Linked DNA regions of Arabidopsis thaliana: region 1 is linked to region 2. The links are chromatin contacts, called in public ChIA-PET maps. All regions are on one chromosome and are shown on one strand. Each heading gives the region's core, a stretch centred on a gene start, on an enhancer-like site or on the middle of the called end of the contact. The rest is flanking DNA. Distances are from core to core; before and after follow the strand shown. Region 1 holds the start of NUDT17 (nudix hydrolase homolog 17). Region 2 holds the start of RGA1 (GRAS family transcription factor family protein).

What was found. ChIA-PET counts read pairs in DNA pulled down with a chosen protein or histone mark.
Region 1: a contact with region 2 is called in an H3K4me3 ChIA-PET map of shoot, with 10 read pairs. The contact joins the promoter of NUDT17 here to the promoter of RGA1 in region 2. A contact is called at or near these places in 6 of 26 Hi-C or Micro-C datasets (leaf, root, seed embryo and 2 more) and 1 of 2 datasets of contacts at active chromatin or transcription factors (shoot).

Annotation. Positions count from the first base shown.
Region 1 is chr2:295,065-301,199 of TAIR10.1, forward strand. NUDT17 (nudix hydrolase homolog 17) reads right to left here and starts at 3,151. Exons shown (of 5, transcript NM_126228.5): 1 at 2,669-3,151; 2 at 2,462-2,567; 3 at 2,283-2,366; 4 at 2,060-2,188; 5 at 1,301-1,968. The coding sequence starts at 2,754. The coding sequence ends at 1,825. It overlaps AT2G01667, which reads left to right and starts at 391. Exons shown (of 1, transcript NM_001124777.1): 1 at 391-492. The coding sequence starts at 391. The coding sequence ends at 492.
Region 2 is chr2:255,006-261,184 of TAIR10.1, forward strand. It overlaps RGA1 (GRAS family transcription factor family protein), which reads right to left and starts at 2,563. Exons shown (of 1, transcript NM_126218.3): 1 at 242-2,563. The coding sequence starts at 2,339. The coding sequence ends at 576. AT2G04015 (a long non-coding RNA gene) reads left to right here and starts at 3,993. Exons shown (of 1, transcript NR_139982.1): 1 at 3,993-4,320.

The DNA.
Region 1 (6,135 bases), core at 1,901-4,400, 41 kb after region 2:
ACTGTTTTCACCATTTGTACCATATTTTTGGTGTTTTCAATGCATTTTGAAACTTCTGTTGAAGGTATAAGGTTGCAATCGGCGGAAATGATGAACCAGAACCTTAATATGGCGATGAAAGATGACATTTCATATACTGTTCCTAGCCGTATTTCCCCTGGTAATACGATCTTACCTCATAAGAACCTAATTCACATTTTCTTATTATTAATGCTTATGTTATTATTCAAAACACAATTTATATTTTTTTCTTTCAAAGATTTAAAGTATCCCCAATCTATACAATGGGTTCATCTCTTCTTTTTCAACTTTAATTTGAAGGTAGCATATGAATATTATAATTAATTGTATATTTCTCACTACGTACAAAATCTTTTTGTGATAGCCGAAATGTATTTTGGAATGGAGGCGACAGTAGAATCCATAAACGATAGTGGGCCAAGTCATAGAGGAAGAGGCCACGACAGCCCACCAGCGAATGGCATCGTTTAATCCTATGTAATTTAAAAACATTTCTCTGTTGATTCATTGTTTGGGAAATAAATAAGAAAACTTTATATGACTTTGATTCATGTGAATATGCCCAAATTTAAATAACAAGCCTCACCCAAATGGAGCTGATCACAGACTCACGACATGGCACAATCCAAATTTTATTCAAAACTCATCAATTTGATAAAATTAAAGCAAATATGTGAATGAATATTAAAAATGACTAGTAACGAAAAAGCTTTAACGAACAGAAACATAAATAATTCAATATACAAAATTTTAAAAATATTTATTAGAAAAATGTGATAAATTACTTCTTTACATATGTTATATTAGTAAAAAGAACAAATTAGCTGCTATTAAAATGAAAATAAAAATATAACTAATTTAATTCTTCAAATGAACTAATAAAACATAAGAATTAATCAAAACTCTTTGTCAACCACTAGACCAAAGAGGCTTCCAGAAATAGAGTTAAGTTTTTATTTATTTGGGCAAACCTATGTAGTTAAGTTTAAGTCATGGATTTTTCACATTTTCCCAAAATTAATGGGACTAAAATCAACACTACCAAATATTGTTTTTTTTTTATTACGACCTTAAGTTTTTTTTTTTAAGCAAACAATCTTGTTATGATAATAATAGTAATTAATACCATCTAACTACATGGCTAAGATGTTGGTTGGTGACAATGAATAGGTAGGTAGCTGGGAAAAAACAAGTTACTCAAAATGTGAACCAAAGATTTTCCAAAAGATAAAGCCAATTTTGATGATGATGACTCGTCATCAACATTATTTTATATTTTCATAATAAATTTTGAAAATGACATGTTTTTTTTTTCATATGATTAGAGTAACTTATTCTTGCTTTGTTTCTTGTAAATCAATCACATCACGCCACGTATCATCTACTTGCATAATTTAAGTATCTCTGAATCACAAAAGCATCATGATGAAATCAAATGTCTCCATTGCAAATTCAAAGAGAGAGGAAAAATAAACAGAGGGAAACACAATTATACAGGTTTTGCTTGCACTCTAAGTTTATCATCTTCCCTCTTAATCATATCTTAAGAAGTTCTTGCAGAAACATTATAAACACAAACACAAGACTTCTTAAATCACATGATGTTAATCTTTCTGATCCAAAACTTAAAACTCTACCATCTTTTTCTTTGTCCATGCTCTCTGCATCGGCTTTTCGAAATAGATTTTTTTAGCCGTCTCAATAACTAATTGAGACCCATCTATTTAATACCTACAGAGATCCATATTAGCTCATAAAAACTCCCATCAACAATCAGCAATTTAGCAATCATCAGCTTCATCATCAACACATTGTTTCAATAGAGATTGACATAGTCTTCTCTTCCTTTGGTTGATTCATTGGTGATGAAAGTCTCTCAACCAAAACATCTAATGCTTCTTTCATCCACCAATCTCTACAAGCTTCTCTTGCTTCGGTTACATTCATCTGTTGTCCCCAATAAATTCATATCAATCAGTAAAACACTAGATATGTTACAAAATATCTAAAGAAAACATAGTTTTATTTAGCTACTGACCCAGATTCTTTGCCTAACATGTTGTTCAGGCCAAAGCTCAAGTTGTTCTGTAACAAGCATAGGGAACATTAGTCCTTCATAGTATGTTCCTCTGCTTTTGCTTAAAAAATCCCATTTTCCAAGTTGGTGCTGAAATAATCAAAACCAAACAAAATTAAGAACAAAACAATACAACAAATATCAAACAAAACATAACAACAAAAAGATTTTAACTTTAAAATACCTCAACGTTGCCAAGAACTCCAGCTTCTTCAAGACATTCTCTTGATGCAGCTTCTTCTACAGATTCATCAAGCTCCCAACCACCCTGAAATTTATTTGTAAAAAATCACAATCAATATCTATGAAATTTCAAATCTAGCTCATCAAACTTTAATATTTATAAGAAGATGATTATAATACCTTGGGGAACATTAAGGCGTGGCCTTTTTGGGAAGAGATAACAAGAACTTCTACTTCATCACTTATTTTACCATCATTAGATAGCTTGAATCTGTAAGGAACACATCTGCAAAATTTCCCCAAAAATTTACCATTTTAGAAACTCAACTTTTTTGGGTAAAATATGTGAGATCAGATCTATATGTATGTATATGAAGAAGAACGTACCCAACGACTTGACGACGACCTTTGTTGTATCTCTGAAACTGACGACCCGTACGAGAAGCTAAACACACCATTTTCTCAACACCCATTTTTTTTAGCAAGATTTCAAAGAACCCTAATGTTTCTTAGATAAAGAAGGAAGAGAAGAGAAGGGTCTGATGTATAAAAGCAAAGATGAGCGTAACAACTAAAACGGATCAAGAATCTGTCGAAACTAAGAAGAACCCACGAATCTCTATGGTCGGTTAAAAGATCCAAAGTTTAGTTTTTGTTTCTGCGTAAGTGTTTATGATTCGATTCGTTACGCCTGAAAAAAAAGATTTGAGAAGGAGAAGAAGAAGGAGATGAGACAAAAAGCGTTGTATCAACCTCCAATAGCTTATCTTCTTTTTATAATAAAACGGCCGCTCTTTTTTTTTGTTTGAAAAAAAAACAATTATGAATGTTTCTTTCTTTTCTTGGAATTTTCATCATTGGTCGAGAAGCTAAAGCTAATGTTGGGGTTTTTTAAAAGAAAAATGTATGTTAATTTTAAGTACCAATAAGCATAGCTACAAGTCTAAATTTATCTCATTTCGTAAATATAAATTATAAATTTATCCCTTCTCTATCATATCCATTTTTAGTTAATTTATGTTAAATATTGTAGACATATGTTTATCAAATTATCAATGATCTCATCTCATAACCTTTATTACATCTTTAACAAAAAAAAAAAACCTTTATTACATCATTATTCATTAAAATATCAATTTTGTTTCACAAATAATAATTTCAGCACACGGATCTGATTTTATACTTTAGTGTTTTATATACTCGGAAATTTAGTTTAAAGTTTATGTCTATCCCTTAATAAATCCAAATATGATGATGATTTGATCATGCTTAATTGCTTATTTCCATCATATATATTTTATAATTCATATGGGAAATAATTCGATTAGTTTGTAAATTTCGGGTGTAGACCCAAATAACAAGTGTTAGATATTAAATAATGAGGACAAACCAACAAAATTTTGGATTATAATTAAAAAACACTTCGTATTGCAAGTGTGGAGCAATTTTTCTGTGTATCATTTAACTTAACGACATATTTGCGTGCATCAGTACACTTTTAACACTATATGATACTCTATAGAATAATGCTACAAGTTGAGGTATTTAGTAAACAAATTGAGCTATGGTCATTTATTACTTATTAGTCAATAGTATTTTTTTTTGTTTCATTAGCTCTTACTGCAAAATTTACGTGGTAGTGCAGATTAATAATAGTAGCATGGGTTTCAACATTAAACGCCCGATGATACAACTTTGTAAATATATATTGGTAGGTCAACAAAATTAAGAAGTAGTAAGAGAATCAATTTAAGGCATAAAGGCCAATAATTCAACGTAATTAATAATTGGACGTTGTCTCTGTCAAAGTGTTTAAGGGGTTTCTCTGTCGTTTCGTGGTCTCTCGATTTGTAGGGTTTAATTGGTTAATAACTAGAGACATTTAGCCATTAGGTTAATAATTAAACACGTAAAATTTAGTATAAAATTAGAAACGTAGTAAAACAACAACAAAAGTAGTCTCTATCCTTACGCGGCACATTTATGTTGACTTTGGAAGAGACATGGTCACGTGAGTCGACGCCTCCTAACCTATGTCCTAGATCGATCAAGTGCGTGTTTGAATCGCGGTTAGTGAACGCGTCTGCGTTTGATGTATGTTCGATGTATCTACGTTTTTTTCTTACCTGAGAGTGATGCAGTCGTTGCATATATTACAAGTAATCCGATCGTTTTATTCAATATAAAACTCCTAATGTATAAGGCGTGGTTTGGACCGGTTTTTAATCCAAGAAGATTCATATTTTTGCTCCCTATTATATACCAACCTCATGGGTCGAATTTGATTATATTAGGTTCTTGTTTGACTACGATATATATAGCCCCATGCATCATGCATGGAACATACAATACGACACAAAAATAGGACCTACCGATGCCTTTAGTTCACTTAAACTAAAACCTAATGTGGTTACTTCAAATTGATAAACAATTTAATGTTCTCATTACTTCTATTCCTTGTTCAAAAAATCGCTAGGTGCTACTCGGGTGGTGAGAGTGGACATAGCGTCTAGCAGGAAAATAGGAGATTATAGGGGGATTAATCGTGGATTAGTTTTAGGGTTGTTTAATATTTTTAAAACATATTAATCCATTATAATTAAGAAATTTATATAATATTATTTTTAAAATAATATTAGACATATGAAAATAAGGTTTTAGGTTCAAATTTATAATTTTTCATATAAATTACGAATATAAGTTGGATATTTTAATATAAAACTTATATATATATATATATATATATATATATATATATATTAAGCGGGTCTAGCGGATCTATACGGACAAAAATCGGATAAACGATTAATCTTTCTGATTTGGACAAAATCGCTGCGGACTCTATCCGATTTTTTGAACAAAGCTTCTATTTAGTTGATAATTTTGTAAGTCTAATTGTCAAATCAGATCGTAGAAAAATACGAAAACAAACAATCTTCATGGTTGAGTAGGTATAATAACATAGACATATAAACTAAATGCACCATAAAGGTTCAATGAATTTCTAGATAAAACTATTATTGTAAGTTAGACTAATCGGGTGCATAAGAAAGAAGAAGTTAGAATTATCGAATATGAAACCTTCCTGCAAATGTGTCGATATGAATTGTTTTAATGGTTCAACCATCATAATTACATTTTAGCCACCGATTTAGAATCTTTCCTCTTTAGTCACCCAAAAAGGATTTTCTTTCATCACGACACATGAAACTTAACGCATAATAATGACCTATATTACGCATCATGGTTCTTCTGTGTTCTAATAATAACTAAAAATATATAATTCAAAATTGTCAAAGTTTCAATTAATCATATTCATTAAGCTTATTAATCGTCTATATAACAATTTTTAACGATATAATATTATATTGGTTTGCTATATATATAGATAAGTTTGAGGAATAATTTATTCTTTTTCACAATATCAGGCTAAATATAAGACAAACGACGCACATCAAATCATTAAATTATGTTACTACAAATGGCAAGTAGATTAGAAGAGCCCCACTTGGTGATGGATAACTAAAAGTGTAATACTATTCAAAACTTTATAGCTATGCGAAAATTCTAATATGCCAATCCAAAACACACGCCGAAATATTTTGTTACCGGTTAAATTGTGTGTCTACAAAATACGAAAAACATAATCAAATTCGAAGCTACTTCTCTGGATAAACTATGACAACCATAAATGGAATATAATTGGTCAGAGATAGAGATACCGCCGCACAATATGTTTCTCTCAGCCACAAAGACATTAAGACACTCGCTTACAAATTTACATGGACAGAAAATAGTCTTAATAATCATTAATCAATGATCATTTGATGTCTTTTTTTTATAAAGATTAATAT
Region 2 (6,179 bases), core at 1,313-3,812:
AAATTGTTAAATCACACTCCACTAAAAAAAGTATCAAAACCTTTTTCATGAAATTATCGCTTAGTAGTTAGTACTCTTTGTAACAATAGTTATAACTCACTATCATCCCTTTCTCTTTCTCAACTTTACTTTATAAAATAAACCTCATTAACAAATTAGAAATATCTAAATTCACTAATTATTAGTTTATTACTGTTCATACTTAGTGAAGTCGATAAAAAAAAATTATTTTGCCAAGAAATTGAGATTAATAAAACTTGATATTAATTTTTTTTTAAATGAGATTAAAACATAGTTTTAGTTTAAAATTCATAAAGATAATTTATTAATAAATACAAACTCAGCCTATTAAAAATTGATCCCAAAAAGGCATAAATTAAAAATGACCTACCAAAACGATATATATAAGAATTTTAAACAAGTGAACGAAAATAAATAAAATAAACAAAAGGCAAAACGGTTCGATTCAGTTCGGTTTAGGTCTTGGTCCGAACATATGTCATCACCGGTCCACTGATCTCAATCTCAAATTCACTCGACTCGACTCCACCACCGTCGTATGCTTCGAGTCAAACTCAGTACGCCGCCGTCGAGAGTTTCCAAGCGGAGGTGGTAATGAGTGGACGAGTGTGCCAACCCAACATCAAACATCCATTACTCTCCTCCACACGATAACCTTGGCCACTATTAAACACAGACAAAAGCATACTCGCTTGCTTAAACGCGTTAGACCCAAGATGTGCCGGCGCTAAACCGGACGAACCAAACCGGTTTCCCCATTGACTCAACGTTTCGTGTCTCTCGACTCTGTCAGGACCTTCACAAGCCACCAGATTACAAATCTGTTTCCCTAAGTAAACTTCAGACATGACTTTGTCTTGACTATTCGGAACTCCTTCCAACGAATCAAACAGAGTCGAATAATAATGTAACGATTCAGTAAACCGGTCTAAGAAAACCGGTCCGTTATGGTTCGATTCTTGCTCAACCACCGTGAAAATCACCGGTTTAATCTGTTTCACAACGCCGAGAACTTTCTCTATCCCACCGGGACGACCTAAGAGCTTATGTAGCTCAAAAACAGAGTTCACCGCAACAGCTTCCGTATCGCTCGGTCTAAGCTCAAGCATCGAAGCATCGAGATCGGCTAAGCTGTTAGCAACGAATCCACGGTATTCGAATTCTACGTGAATCGCCTCCGCAAGCTGAGCTAATTTACAACCAACTTCATGAAGATGATCAGAATTATCCGGCGCCGGTGGACCAATTCCGGTTAACCGGAAAGTTGGAGGACCTCCTTCTCGAAGCGCAAGAGCTTGCATAAGTGCAGGCCATTGAAGACCTTGGTTCATCGAGAAATCAATGACGTGTACTCTCTTCTTACCTTCAAAAGCTTCGAGAATCGCTTGGTTCGCCGTGAAGTGAGCGAATTTAAGATAAGGACAAGTCTCGTAAAAGTGCATCTGAAGAGTATCGGAGAGACAATGATCGATCTGATTCTGCGGCGGAGAGAGACGGTAGATCCGCCGCGCTAAAGCTTCGGCGAAGTAAGTAGCCACTTTTCTCATAGCTCCGGCTTGAGACACAGCTAAGCATCCGATTTGCTTCACAAGAGCTTCCGCTAGAGTCAAATTGTTCTGCTGGATTGCTTCTGCACAAGCCATAAGCGCGTGGACTAAACGAACACCGTTCTCTTGCGAGTCAACCAGGATAACAGAACGAGTTGACTCACCCGCCGCCGTCGTTGTCGTGGTGGTTGTCGTCACCGTCGTTCCTATGACTCCACCAATCTGCGTACCCGTCGAAGTCGATGTAACCATAGAATCAGGACTCGAGCATGATTTCAAACGCTTGTTCTGATTATTCGACGAAGACGAAGAATCAATCGCCGGAAACTGATAAATCGCGTTTCCGGGAATGACTTTAAGGTCATAATCCGAAGCCGGAAAACCACAAATCTCCGGCGAAGGAAGAACCGGATCTAAACCGTTAGAACTCGCCGGAAGAGGAGGAGGATTAAGCTCAGAGAGCATATTATCAAGCCAAGAATAAAGCTCCGACGGATTATAATGAACAGTATCCGTCGCGAGATGAGATAAACCATCTTCTTGAACATTACTCATCATCGTCTCTAATTGTTCGAGTTTCAAAGCAACCTCCGCCATCTCCGATGACCTAACTTTGTAACCTAAAACAGCGAGAAGCTCGTCGTCCATGTTACCTCCACCGTCTTCTTCTTTTTTCACCATCATCATCTTATCTTTAGAGATTGATGATGATGAAGAAGAAGTCCCGTGGTTGGACAATCGACCTTGGAATTGGTGATGATCTCTCTTCATTTTTCAGCTATGAGTTTCGATTAGATTAGGTCTGATCTTGGATCTAGGGTTTTGCCTTTTTTTTAGTTTGTGTGTGTTTGGGGATGATGAAGGAAGAAGAAGAAGGAACATGTGACTTCTCTATGTGAAGAATCTTAAGAGCAAATGGGTTTGGGATTGGATTGCTTTTGTTTTTCACTGCTACTACCACTTCAATCATCATTCATACCAGAACTAATAATAATAATTTCTCAAAATAATAATAAAAAAATTTCTCAAAAAATATTTATTTTATTTACCAGAAAATATAAATTTATTAAAATAAAAAGATATTTATTCTGGATGAAAATTAAAAAAAGAAAAGAAAAAGAATGGTGGTGATGGGGCTCGACGACCAATGAATAATGTACCAGAAAGAGTAACATACATACACATCTAAAGTGATAAGGCTGTGAAATTACAACACACATTACTAATTTTATTTTTATTTTCATATACGTAAAAAAAAATAAAGTGTGTAAAAACATTTAGAATTTCTGTATATTTGAAGTGATATTTACATTCATTGTGATGTGTATTTTTTTGTTTTGATTTACAAGATCTGATGGAGTAATATAAAAAATTGTGGATCTACTGAATAGATATATTATGAGTTTGTTTTTTTAACTATATAATAATTTTAGTTTAATTGATGAAGAAAGTAATTACAAGTCTAAGAGAATCATTAAACTTTTGTCAAATCTATAAAATAGGAGATTTAGGGCTTTTTAGTTGATTCTTTTGATGGAAGAACTGAAGATGCTCTTTTTCAGAGGATAATTAAATTCAACTTAAAAAGCTGAACTCACTTCATGATAGCATGATACTGTTTTACTTCCCAGTTTCTTTATGGTAATAATAATTTAACCATATGTCTTGGATGTAAAAAAATAATGATATATAATCACATTTTGAATTGTAAGAGATTATTATTTTATTTTTTCCAACAAGTTGTTTGAAGCTCAGCCATCGAAAACATAAATCTAAAATTGCGTATGATCAGATAAAAGAATAGTAAATTTTGGTTTTAACAAAAGTACAGTACTAGTAATTTTACAGTAACTTTAAGTCCTACAGGTTCAGTTTATGTACAAAAAAAAATCTCTAAAAGGGATTCTATAATTGGGTATTGAAAAATCATCGGACCAATGTATTTTCAATTTTCGAGTTCTCTTTTATAGAAGTAACTTTCAAGTATTAAACGTTAATTAGGTCATATTTTTTCTTCTAATTTCCAAGATGCATATAATTTTAAAAGCTTTCATAATAATAATAAATATATATCGAGATTTCAGATGTTGTATCTTCGATCTTTTTAACTTGACAAAGTTAACTTAGGCTTATGCTAATCTACTGTTACTGTCAAAGTCTAAATAAAAAATATAACTAGCCACTTAAAACTTACGAAAACAACAAAAACTAAATAAAACACGAATGAAAACATTAAATTTAATGATATTTGATGACAATATTAAAGTTCCGACTATATAAAAAAATCATCAAGCAAACAAAACCTAATAGTGTAATATTACTAAGCATTCATAGCTCGAAATACAATTAATTAAAGGCAAAAAAAATGGTGTGACAAGAAAACCCGTTTTTAAGCATAACAGCCGGCGTCCGTCGACGTCAAATCATTCAAAGAGATTCCCGTTACATTGCTTAACGCCGTCATTAACGGCCTCTTTCTATCAACTGTATTAAAAAGAAAAGAATATATTCATTTGTATCCTTCAGGAAACTCAAACTGACAGCACGTGATGGATCCACGTGTTAATGGGTCCCACAATATAGCTTTCAATAACTATACGCGGTTGGAACTTTTGTGGTCTCTACTAAAATTCATGAGATTTGAACACGTGTCCTATTATTATTAGATCTAAAACGGTAGGGACCGAGTCTGCTTCCTTCATCTTGACGGCCGTTTTTACGGATCCGTTTTTTTTAATTTCATCTCTATCCATTTGTTACATGTTATATTGTCATGTTACGTCACTTTCTTTAACTATTTATCATTAAATTCACTTTTTTTTTTTTTTTTTTTTTGGGTTCATATTAATTTTGTTATTTCTTCCATGCAAAACCATGGTTTTGTTTCTGTACATAATATTTTTAAAAATGTTATATTTTAAGTCTTCTCCATTTTTTATAAACATATTTTTCAGTGATAACTCAAATATCCATAACTTTTCCACAATTTCTAGCAAACATCACTCCCCTATAAAAAGTCAATTACTAGTTACTCGTAGTCGTACACCTCGTAATATATAGTTTTCAAGGTGTCAAAATCGAATTTATATTTTTGTTTTTTTTTAAATTACGATATAGGTTTTCTTTGGCAAAAGTCGCACTTTCAGAATTGAAGGTTATGAACTAAAAACATTTTAGCAAAAATGCTATACACAAACAGCCATTAATGACGATCTAGATAGTCATGTTATTCTTATGGAGCTGTATGGTATAGATTATAGAATAATAGAACTATAGATGGATGAGGTTATAATGATCAAAGATTCAAAGTGTGTTGTGGAGCTAGATCGTTCTGGTGCGTGAGTTTTGAACATATACGACATTGATTTGGTCTGAGCATATTTGAATCGTTTGGGTTATATACGTCAAACAATTGTATACTAGCTTAGATTTTTTTATAAGAGTTATACGTGCATGAATCGCAAATCTGTGTTTATGATATCGATTGCACAATGTTTGTTATATGTGATCTAATTATTGTATATGTGCATGAGAATTCATCGACCTGCAAATCTGAACGAATCACCATTAGTTCATAATACACGTATTATCGTGTTTTTTCTTTGCCAACTACGTATTATTTATGATTTTTCGTTCGCGGATACATTGTATTGTTTGTGATTTACTTAATCACCTTAGATTTGATACACCACATAAGATTTGGGTAAATAATAATGAAAACAATGATACCGAGCAAGCATAAATATTGACCAGGTGTCTTTTCGATTTATAAAACCATTTACATTATACTTTCTAATATTAATTAAGAGTAATCAAAATGTACGTATAACAACAGACACATATGTGTTGGTTACGCTAAATAACAACTATGTTTAATACACAAACACTATATTCTTTAAACATTAATCATATGATATTATTAGTAGTACTAGTAATACCCGACAGAATAATTGATGTATAAATGCAATTTTCCTCGTTCACTGATATAGATTTTACCAAATACAGACGGTTAAGACTTGAGAAGTTGATTACTATCACTTTTGGTGTTGATCATTACTGTTGTGACGAGTTTTTACTGTAATAGATAATCATTTATTTTTGTTGCATTCGTTTATTTCATGTGCTAAAGGTGCCATAGCACAGGGTCTATTCCCTTTTTTTGTATTTTTCTAAAGAAAATAGGGTCCAAAAAATTTTAGTTCCAAAAACATAGAAGAAAATGACCAATTTTCCTTTTTCAGCTCAGGGTCCTAAATTTTAATGAGCCGGCCCTGGTTCCATGTAACGAAGAGCAACTCCTAAACATCTTTGCCAAGCTTCGTATACGTACTCTTTTTGAAAATTTTATTGTATAAACAGTAATTAGATTAAGAATTATCAATTTATGATTATTTCAGCTAAACGATTTTTTTTTTTTTTTAATGGATTGCAATCAAGTTCTCTCATTGATTTCTCCTTCTGGTGGAAGACATGAAATGAATATGGTATCAAATCATCTGTCTTTTTTTTTGTAACGACCAAATCATCTGTCATAAAAATAAATAGCATACCAAAAAAAAACTATAATAATTGAGAAACAAATACATATATATATATATATATAAATGGATT